2 separate regions of the Sus scrofa genome follow, and region 1 is linked to region 2. A link is a contact called in public HiChIP or PLAC-seq data. All regions are on one chromosome and are shown on one strand. The core of a region is the stretch at or near the end of the contact, and the rest is flanking DNA. Distances in the headings are between cores, read along the strand shown.

Region 1 (5,316 bases), core at 975-3,474, 75 kb after region 2:
AAGCCTGCGAGCATCCGTCAGAGTTCAAGGTGGTCGGCAGCCTCGAAGCCCTGGAAGAAAGTGAAGGGACATTGGCCTTGGCCCATGTTGTATTCAGGGGACATATATTTGATCCCTGTTTTTACAGATGGGGAGCCAGGGGACCAGAAAGGCCCGCCTTTTCCTGATGGAGTCAGGTACACACCTGACGGGTACCGCCTCCTCCATCACCCAGGCATCCCTGTGGTGTGAGTGATCTGCCATCCGCATCTGTGTAGATGAGCAAACGAGGCCTGAGCCTACGTGAGGATACACCTTGCAGGTGTTCGCAGCCGGGCCGTCTGGCTGCAGCGCCCGGGCTCTTACCTCCCTGGGTTGCCCAATATTGGAATGGATGTGCTAGACTGGCCAGAACCCAGGGCTGCCGACTCCCAGGTCATTGCTCCGAGGCTATGTGGAGGTGCTCCCTTGGGATGCCTTGTTCCTTTAAGGCACCCTCGTCTGAAGCCCAAAGACTGAAATTACACCCTGCCGGTTCTGGGAACCTCAGGCTGGAGAAGAAGGAAGCTCTCGATGGGGTGTTCAAGTCTGAGCAGGTGTTCTCTCGGGACGCTCCCTGCTTCCTCCTCTGGCTGGGAGGGAGCCCAGGCAGGGCAGGCAGGGTGGGGCAGCCCTGTGTGTGCAGGAGGCAGGAGGGCCCAATAAAACAGGCCGAAATCTTCCCGCCTTCCTGCCTTTACCCAGGCGGTGCCCTCATCTCCTGCCTGGCAAACAGCGAGGCATAACAATGAGAGTTCAAGGTTGGCGTCAGGAGGTCTGAGTTCTGGTCCTGGCTCTGGCACTCACTCCTGGTACAGTGTTGACCCTGGGCCGTTTCCTTATCTATACTGTGTGTGGTGGTGGTAACAGCAGGTAGATCAAAATCCTCTGGAATTTTTAGTTAACACCTTCTTTATTAAGCACCTACTATGTGCCAGGCACTGGAGACACAGCATGCGCAAAAGCAGGTTCAGGCCTTGCTTTCATGGGTCTTCGAGTGTAGTAGGAAGTTTAGTAGTGAAGATTAAATCTTTGCTGACACTAATGTAAAATGCCACCGTTACCAATGTTTTAAAGGCCTGCAGATCTGGAGTTCCCGCTGGGGTGCAACAGAATCAGAGGTGTCTCTGTAGTGTCAGGATGCGGGATCGAACCCAGTGGGTGAAGGGGTCCAGCGTTGCCGCAGGTCACGACTGAGGCTTAGATCTGATCCCTGGCCTGGGAACTCCATATGCTGGGGTAGCCAAAGGAAAAAAAAAAAAAAAAAAGAAGGAATTATTAGAAATTAGGAAAGGAAAAAAAAAAAAAAAAAAAAAGGCCTGCAGGTGTAAGGGAGCCCGGTGGGAGTAGGGGAGAGGCAATGGCCGACAGTCTGCGGGGCAGTGGGGAAGGACGCAGGGCAGATGTGGGCTACCACTCAGGGTGTGGAGGCCGCTTGTGAGATGGTTCAACCAGGGAGGAGGCCAGTGGGCCTGGGGAAGCAGGCAGTTTGGCTGCTTCAAGGCATTGTGGGCCATGGTTAGAGAAGTCAGTGAAGTTTTGGGGGTGTTTTTGAGGGGGAAGGGGAGGACTAGGGAATGAGAGGAGCCTTGAGAGCCAGAGATGGTTACATTTAGAATATTGGTCAGCGTATCTCCCATGGAAAGAGTTTTCAAAAGCCACCACCTCCGAGGAGCCTTCCCTGATTTCTCCGCCTTGGCCCTAGGGTGTTCCTCCCTTTCTGGCCGGCAGCCCTGCTGGGCAAACTCAAGCCTCCGGGGCCGTCAGACCGGGGCTTTGCCTGTCTGCCCTGCAATCTGCAACACACCGAGGCTGCAAAGTCCTCTGCCTTCTCGGGCCTCAGTTTTCCCAGCCGAGCAGAAGCAGGTTGGCTCCGGACCCGCCCAGCGCTAACGCAACGTGATTCGCTCCGGCCGGAGCGCTGGGCCGCCCGCATTGCTGCGCAGGCGGCAGGCCGCCGGCTGGGGCACAGCCGCCCGGCTGCCGGCGCCTTCCTCCCGGGCCGGGGCCCGCGGGAGCGGATCGCGGCGCCGGCCGCGGCGCAGCGCCGCGCCGGGGCGGGGAGGGGGGGCGAGACCCCCGCGGGCGCCCTCCGCGCGCGGCCCCGCCCCCGCCGCCAGCGGCCCTGCGGCAGCCGCGGCCTGGCTCCGCCCCCTCCCGCCGGCCGCGCTCGCTCCGCCCGCCTCCCTCGGCCGCTCGCGCCCGCCCCCCCACCCCCGCGGCCGGCTCGGCGCTGACTCCGCCGCACGCTGCAGCCGCGGCTGGAAGATGGCGGGGAACGACTGCGGCGCGCTCCTGGACGAAGAGCTCTCCTCCTTCTTCCTCAACTATCTCGCCGACGCGCAGGTACGGCCGGCGGGGCCGCGGGCCCGAGGCCAGCGGGGCTGAGCCGCGGGGGCTGCTGCCGCAGCCGCAGAGGCCGGCGGCAGCGGTGGGCGCACTGGGGGGCCGGGGCTCCGGGGTGCAGAAGCCCTGTTCGGCGCACCCCGCGATGCGCTTCGTGAGGGTCACGGGGAGCTGGGGGGCCGCCGAGCAGGCGGGAGCCTTGGGGGCGCCACGGCTGCTGGGGAGGGTCTAGCCTTGGTTGCTGGGCGTCCGGCCCCCCCCCGCCCCGGCCGTGCTGGAGGAGGGGGGGGTGTTTGCACGCTTCTTTGGGAGGTGGAGCCGCGCCAAGGTGTGCGGGACCCTCAGGCTGGCTCTGGGTGCGGGAGGCGCGCCCTCAGGCTCTCGGCACTTGCCGCCGTACTTTCACGTGGACTTGTGGCCCGGGCACAGGCGCCTGCCCCGGTCCCCGGAGTCCCCTGACCCCCCTCCCCAGTCTCCGATACCCCGCGTTCTGCTGCTGCCCCCCCGAGGCTCCCCAAAGCGGCCGCAGCGCGGAGTTTCCTGCCAGTTGCCCGCTGAGGGCGTAGGGGGTCTGTGGGGCACGTGGACGTGCGGGCGGGGATAGCACCTTCCTGCTTTCGCTACTCGGCGGAGCCTCCGGGGGCCAGAGCGCGGCGGGATGGGGGCGGAGGACGGTGTGGGGGCGCCTGGGTCCCCCTGCAGCGCGCGGCCCCGGTGCGCGCTCGGCGGTGCGGGGGGGAAGGGAAGGCGAGGCGGCGTCCCGGGCTCCGGCTGCGCCTGGGAGCCCCACCGGCGACACGCGCGTGACAGGAGAGGGTGCTTTGGTGTGCCGGGAGGGGGGAGCGAGGAAGCCGGGGACGTGGAGACGCGGGCGGGGGGGTGCTGCTGCCCCCCGCGGCACCGAACATGCCTGCGCGGGGCGTGCGCGCCCCCCGCCCCTTCCCCGCTGTCCCCCACCCCTGCCTGTTGCGAGCTTAAAGTTTGGCCCCATAGTTAGGGCTTTCCGCGCGGGCGCCCCGCTGCGGGCAGCCGGGCGGCGGGGGACGCGGCGGAGCCGAGCGGGAGACCCCGGATGCGGGCGCACGCCCGAGCGCCGAGAGGGGCCGCCGGGCGCAACCGGGCGCGGCTCGCGAGGGCCGGTTTGGTACCTGGGGCCGGAGCGCCGGTGCCGGCTTGCTTTGCATAACACTGGGAGGGAGGGGGAGGCGGGGGGCGGGCGAGTGGGAGGGGAGAGCGGGAGGGAGAAACTTTGCTTCTTGTTAGAATCCGCCTGTCTTTGGGCGGCAGCAGCTGTCATGGGACCCGGTGGGCGGGGAGAGGCTTGCGCGCTGACTCCGGGCGGCGAGACGCGCTCCGAGGGGATGCCGCAGCCGAGACGTTCCGCTCTGGGCGGACGCCGGCGGGCGAGTCCCCGCTGGCTGATGGGACGGCGCGGCACGGCGGGCTGTCGCCGGGAGGAAGCCCGCCACGCGCGGGAGGAGGCCAGCCCGTGCCCGCTGCGGACGTCCATGCGTCAGGGAGCCGCGGGGCCTCGTGGTCGGTGGCGGCGCGCTCGGGTGGGTTCCGGGCAGGGGCCGAGGGCGCCGGGGGCGTGTGATCGCGCTCGGCCAGGCCGGCGGGAGAGGGCGATGCGCGGTCCGCGCGCGCGAGGCTGTGTTTGTGTGCACACGCGGCGCGCGCCGGGCGCGTACCTTTACCTCTGACGAAACTGCGGTGGAGCTCCCGCGGCGGGCACCGGGGCCGTGGCTCGCCCCGCGGCCGTGTCAGCGCCCAAGGCGGTGCCCAGCCCCGGCACCGCCCCGCCCCCGCAGCCCCCCAGCCGGCAGGCGGGGGCCGGGGCACCGTTGCCGCTGGGACCGTTCTGTCCTCGGCCCTCGGGCTGGTCTGGGTGGGTGACTCCAAACCTCTCAGCCAAGACGCCGGTGAAGGAGACTTGGAAGAGTCCGGAGCCCCATAGCAAACACTTGTCCGCTTTGGCCCCGACCCCCGGTTCGCACTCCATCCTCGGTGTTCTTTGGCTCACCAGTACTTCATCACTGGCCCTCTCAGCCGCCCGGCGGGCCTACCCAGCAGGGATCTCTCACCCAAGGAACCTGGAAAATTGGGTAATGAGGTAGCGGCAGAAGCGGTGCAGTGAAAGTTAATCTGGGACGTTGGCTTTTTTTATGTAACCACGTGACGGGCCGCGGCGCTTCGGTGATCCTTGCCGGCCCAACTTGGGAAATGTAACTGAGAGGGGAGCTTTGCCGCCGCCCCTAGAAGGCTCAGCCAGCCGGCGGAAGGGGACCTGGGCGGGCCATCGCGGGCCTGCTCATTTTACAGCTGGGGAGAGAGGCTGTGAGAGCCCCGCGGCCGGTACAGGACCACGCAGCCAGTGGGTGACAGAGCCACCCAGGGCTCCTGACTCCAGGTCCTGTGTGTTGCCTGGAAATAGCACTGGACTTGGAGTCAGAAGGCCTGCGTGGAGTCGCCTTCGCCGCTCTCTGGCTGGGTGACCCCGGAGCCAGCCCTTTGGACTCTCCCAGCCTCCCTTCCGCCATCTGTCAAATGGGGCTGGTGGCGCCCGCAGTCGGAGCCCGTGGCCGCTGGGGGTGAGCTCTGTTTGCATGCGGGATGTCCGGTTGTTGCTGCCACTTCTCCCCCCCCTCCCCAGCCCCTCCTTGACCCTCGCCCCCCATCTCCCCCTCGGGAAGGGGTGGGAAGAGTGAGGAAAAAGGTCGTTGATCAGCTTTCTCCCCAAGTCCTGTCTTTGGCGGCTAATCCGGAGTAGCCAGAGGGAGAGCTTCTGTTGAGGAGACTTAACTTTCACCTCCTCAGGTCAGAGTTCCGAAATTCAGCAGGCCGAGGATTGCGAAAGCTTCTTGGAAGGGTTCGGGGCGTGTGTCCCAAAGGCCTCCGGGTGGGCCTCCCTCCGCTCGCCTTCGCCCCTGGCCTGCATCGCCCTCTCCTGCA
Region 2 (5,326 bases), core at 1,346-3,845:
GTCGGTGACTTACAGTCGAGGAGACGGAGGCTTCAAGGCATCGAGTGACCACAGAGGCCACAGAGAGAGGCCTGGAGGTAGGATCTCAGCCCTGGTTTATAGGGAGAGCACGCTGGATCTGTGGTTCCCTCAAGGGATGCCGGGAGCAGATGGGCTGCCCTGCCCTGTTTTCCTGTGGACTCGGTTTTGAGGTGTCCCCTTCCCCTCGCAGGCTCCGACGTGCTCCTCACGGTGCCCGTGCCTTTGCCCGCGCTGTGAGCCGTTAGGCGGGCGTAGGGTCCCGTTTTATGAAGGAGGCACAGCGAGGTACAGCTCCTGCTGGAGGTCACGTCGGGGCTAAGAGCAGAGCAGGTCTGAACCCAGCTTCCTCTGCCTCCCAGTCGAGTCTTTGTCCCCTGTACTCGAGCGCTGCCCTCCGGAGAACCCCCCAAAGCACGGCATCCCTCAGCTCTCCCAGCGACACCCGCTGACCCCTCCCCGCTGCGCGATGCCGGGCTGGGGCTCTGCCTGCGTCCCTGCATCCACTGCCTCCCGCCTTCGTCTGTCCTTCGCGGGCCACCACCAGGGTCAGCTTTCAGAAATACGCCTCCGAGTCCAGGGCCCTTGCTGGTCTTTCCGGGGTCCTTGACCGGAGCGCCGTGGTCTGGCCCGTTTTCCCTTCTGCTCCTTGAGCTCTGTGCTCGGGCTGGGCGGGATGTGCCTTGTTCTCTCTGCCCTTCCGCTCGCCCTCCTCTCCTTTGCCAAGTCGCCCTTCAGGGCTCAGGGACGTGTCTCTTCCTCCCGGAAGCCTTCCTTCCTGGGTCCCAGTCCTCTTCCTGTGTGTGCCTCTGCTCGGGTTCTTCGTCCTCTCTGTTGGAACCGCCTTTTTACAGAAGGATCTGTCCCTTGTTCCCGGAAGGCAGGGGCTGCGTCGCCTGTTCTCCCTGCATCCCCCGAGCCCGGCGTGTTGGGTGCCGGGTGCCGGGTGGAGGCGCTGGGGGAAAGCTGGTGAATGAAGGAGGTTCCCGAAGACGTGATGTTTTCTTGCCCCGAGCACCAGGCTCAGGTGGCTGGCACACAGTAGGCTCTCCGTGCACATTTGTTCAGTGGAGGGTGGGTGAGTATGCGCACTAATAAACGCCACGGTTCAGGAGTTCCCGTCGTGGCGCAGCAGTTAACGAATCCAACTAGGAACCATGAGGGTGCGGGTTCGGTCCCTGGCCTCACTCAATGGGTTAAGGACCCAGCGTTGCCGTGAGCTGTGGTGTGGGTCGCAGATGTGGCTCGGATCCCGCGTTGCTGTGGCTTTGGCGTAGGCTGGTGGCTACAGCTCCGATTCGACCCCTAGCCTGAGAAGCTCCATATGCCGCGGGAGCAGCCCTAGAAAAGACAAAAAGACAAAAAGACAAAAAAAAAAAATCGCAGTTCAACACCTCCGCCCTCCCCACGCACACGCAGGATTGGTTCACCCCTCAGCTTGGGCCTCTTACAGAATAAAAGGGATTCCAGCTCCTCGCGTGAATGCCGAGGGGGGGTTGAGTAGAAAAAAAGAAGCCTGCTCCTTCAAGAAGAAGAGTTTCAGGCAAGAAAGGCCTTTCTTGCCGGCGAAGGGAGGAGGGGGTTGGGGCCTCAGCCCAGTTTCAGGGCGGCCTCCGCTGGCCCCAGCCTGACTAATAAAGTGTGAAATTGACTTCATCCTCTGCCGCGTCTCCCCAGCCAGTGTCCCCGCAGCACCTCCGCGGCCTCCACCGAGGCCACGCTGTCGGCCTCGCTCCGTCACGGCAGACAGGCGGGTCAGCAGCGCCCACGCCGCCCCAGGGCCCAGCGCCGCAGAGCCCACGAGCCTTCTGGCCTCAGGCCAGGATGGGCTTTCAAAGCTAGAAGCATCCGATGTGGCATGTGTGACGCAGCTTCTAAGTCAGCCGCCGGCCCCTCCTGTCCCTGTTTACTCCTCTGGCGCTGGCGGCGGACGCATGGGAGGGGGGCAGCGAGGACGGCATTAGGGGAGACCCCGGAGACCCCTCCCCTCCACTGCACCAGACGCAGGGCTGGAGAATCAGAGCACAAGAGACCACGGGGAGCGAGGAAGTCGGGGTGCTCACGGGAGCCCCCGGGGGCCTTAGGGGCTGCCTGGGGGGTGATGGGAGGCCCCCAGACCCCTCCTTCCACCAGGATGGCGCTGTTTGGGGATCCGTTTTATTTATTTGCTCATGTTTAGCATTTCCTAGGAAGAAGGGAAGGCCATGACTCTAGGGAGTCCTAAACCAGGCGTTGTCCAGCGGTCCTTCCCAGACGGCCTGTGCTGCACATTCAACCGGCGACTTGGTCAAAAGGACAGATTCCGACGCCTGTGGTGGGTTTGTCTGCTCAGCACCCATTTCTTCTTCTTCCGAGAAGCACCCCTGTTACCTCAGGGAGCTGTCACTGCCCACACAAGCCCCCTGTAGTTTGGGGTGGTCTCCGGGGGTGGGCGAGTTCCCCTGCTGGGCCAGTCTCAGGGGGCTCAGCCCAGGGGTCAAGGCCAGGCTGGAGCGGCAGCCCCAGGACTTGGGCAGAGCAAGAGATGCTCTCGTTTTCGGAGGCCGTAGGCTGGTCGCTGTCAGCTTGGAGAGGCTGACTAAGAATGAAACCAACACAGAGGCCAATCACGAGAGGGGATGAGACAGAGGGAGAGCAGGGGAGCGAGCAGACTCGTGACAGATGGGCAGCACTTAGGTCCAGCCACGTTTGAAATTCTCTCCTCTGGGCTCTTCAAATGCAGGAGCCAACAAATTACTCTTTTATTTTTCTTAGTTCTCTCTCTCTCTCTTTTGTCTTTTTTTAAGGGCCATACCTGTGGCCCATGTCAGTTCCCAGGCCAGGGGCCAAATCGGAGCCACAGCCAGAGCCACACCAGATCCGAGCTGTATCTGAGACCTGCATGGCAGCTTGTGGCAACGCCGGATCCTTAACCCACTGAGCGGGGCCAGGGATCAAACCCGCGTCCGCATGGATACTAGTTGGGTTCTTAACCCCCTGAGCCGCAGTGGGAACTCCTGCCCTTTTATTTTCGTTATCACTATTATTGTCATTCGCTTTTGCTTCAGCCAGTTTGAGTTGGTTTCTGCAGCTTATACCTGAAAAGGTCCCCATCTCAGATCATGATCCCCAGGGAAGGCGTCGGGAACCTGAAGCTTTCAGGAAGCTTCTGAGGAAGTTCTGAGACGTGTCATCACTTTGCCAGTCATTGTTTGGACTTGGTTGGGATCCTGGTCCAATGACGCACAGACGAGAGGACCTTCCATGTGTGGCCATTGTGGTTTTATGTCACGACCCGTGCATGGCCTCAGTCCTCACGACAACCCGATGATGTTCCGGTCACTCTTCCTCTTGTGCAGGTGAAGACCCGAGGCCTAGAGAGGCGAGCGAGCGTGTTCCGGGGCTGGAAAGTGAGGGAGCGCGTAGGAGTCTCCCAAGCGCATCCTGCACTTCCCAGAGTGGCCCCGCCGCTTGCCTCGAGCCCCAGCCCCCGCGAGGGAAGTGTCCTTTCTCGGTGGAAACCCTTTCAACCAGCAAAGGCTGTTGGGGTCACTTAGTGTGCGGAGGCCACGCAAAGAGAGGACTCCAGGGTGACTGGCCTGAGCAATGGGGACGTTTATCACATGACACTCCCCGTCCAAAGGAGGCTGGTTCCAGGGCTGGTTGCTTCAGTGGCTCGGTGTCGTAGCAAAGGTCAGATTCTTTCCGCTTTTCTGCCCTGTCCTCTTCAGGCTCCAAGTGGCCTTCAGGCCAGCTCTCCTCTCGGTTGCAAGACAGCTGATGCCCTTCCAGACATGACATGTCCAGAATAAGGTGATGGTCTGTTTCTTCCTATGGGTTTTTATCTGTCTGTCTGTCTGTCTGTCTATTTATTTGTCTTTTTAGGGCCGTACCCATGGCATATGGAGGTTCCCAGGCTAGGGGTCCAGTCGGAGTGACAGCTGCCACCCTACACCACAGCCAGAGCAACTCGGGATCCGAGCCACATCTGCAACCTATACCACAGCTCACGGCCACACCAGATCCTTAACCCACTGAGTGAGGCCAGGGATCGAACCTGCAACCTCATGGGTCCTAGTAGGATTCGCTTCCACTGTGCCACGATGGGAACGCCCATGTGTTTCCTTCCTTCCTTCTTTCTTTCTTTTTAGGGCCGCACCCATTGGCATATGGAGGTGCCCAGGCTAGGGGTCGAATCGGAGCGACAGCTGCCAGCCTACACCAGAGCCACAGCAACGCTGGATTCCCAAGCTGCTTTTGGAGGCCAGGGATCAAACCCTCGCCCTCATGGATCCTAGTTGGGTTCGTTTCCCCTGAGCCACGACAGGCATTCCCCGTATGTGTTTCTTTTTGTCGGTGAGGAGACTGGTTCTGAAGGGCCTTGCCTGTCACTGGCAGAATCACATGCCTGTTCAGACCCAGTCCAGTTGTTGGCAAGCAGGGCGGGGCATCGGGATGTGTGTGAACCGGTCTTGATTCACCTGCGAGGCCCAGCCGAGTGGACAGCTGGGCCGTACAGGGCTCCTCAAAAAGGACGGAGTGGAGAGGGTGCAGGCTGGTGTCTGCGCACGATGCCCCCCCAGCCCCGGGGTTCCCTCCCCTTTTCGGCACACAGGCTCCAGAGACGCCTCTCTTTTTGTTAGTCATCAGCTTGGCAGGAAGCTCAGCTTTCAAACTTCAAAACCCTCCTGTGGTTCCCTGTGTTCCAGTCCCCCTTCCAGACAGAGCAGGCACGCGGTCCTGAAGACGCAGGGTAGCCTCCCCACGCAGAGCCGTTCTTCTGGGCTTTACAGCCCCCGCTCTCTGCTGGCCCGATACCAGTGCCCCAGCTGCCGGGAGGAGAGAGGCATGCTCGTGGCGGTGGGCACAGGCTGCTGCGTGCCCGTCGCTCGATGGCCCTGCCTCTGTTCAGAGCATCTGCCGCGTCCTTTAGAGGCCACCCTCCCCAGTCCCGGCTGCCGGCAGACCAACCCTCGCTGTACCCCCCTCTGGAGAGGCCTCTTCTCCTGCATCCTGGGCCACCTGGCTCACGCCTGGGCATCCCTGTGCTCAGTGCCTCTTGCGCAGAACTGATTTGGGGTGGACAACAATCCCATCTGTTCTCTGGGCATTAATTCCCGAGCTTTGGGCTCAAGCTCTTGGGGCAGCGAATTCTATTTTTACTGATGTTGATGAGCTCCAGATTTGAGTCTGGAGCTTTCAGCAACCATTTCACAACTTCCTAGGGGAAAGCTGGTCTGAGAATGAAGCTAGCACTGAGCCAAGAGATTGAGATACGGAGACCCTAAGCTGCTGGATGCAGCCGGGCCTGACGCCAGATAACCCTGTG

Evidence for each region. HiChIP or PLAC-seq counts read pairs in DNA pulled down with a chosen protein or histone mark.
Region 1: an H3K27ac HiChIP or PLAC-seq map of alveolar macrophages shows a contact between it and region 2. The contact joins the promoter of PPARGC1B here to the enhancer-like site in region 2. A contact is called at or near these places in 8 of 47 Hi-C or Micro-C datasets (alveolar macrophages, blood, embryonic fibroblasts and 4 more) and 2 of 2 datasets of contacts at active chromatin or transcription factors (alveolar macrophages and skeletal muscle).

The regions. Positions count from the first base shown.
Region 1 is chr2:150,821,114-150,826,429 of Sscrofa11.1, forward strand. It overlaps PPARGC1B (peroxisome proliferator-activated receptor gamma coactivator 1-beta), which reads left to right and starts at 2,225. Exons shown (of 11, transcript XR_002342022.1): 1 at 2,225-2,364. It overlaps MIR378-1 (microRNA 378-1), which reads left to right and starts at 4,752; the gene lies at 4,752-4,831.
Region 2 is chr2:150,745,851-150,751,176 of Sscrofa11.1, forward strand. All of the region lies in intron 3 of LOC106509607 (a long non-coding RNA gene), which reads right to left. It also overlaps a transcript of ARHGEF37 not described here. Among named protein-coding and RNA genes, the nearest start is that of PPARGC1B, 75 kb to the right of the region's middle. Within about 2 kb of position 2,596, at least 15 of the 83 cell types and tissues checked have an H3K27ac peak or open chromatin away from gene starts, as enhancers often do. A contact at or near this core is called in alveolar macrophages and skeletal muscle, where this site is marked.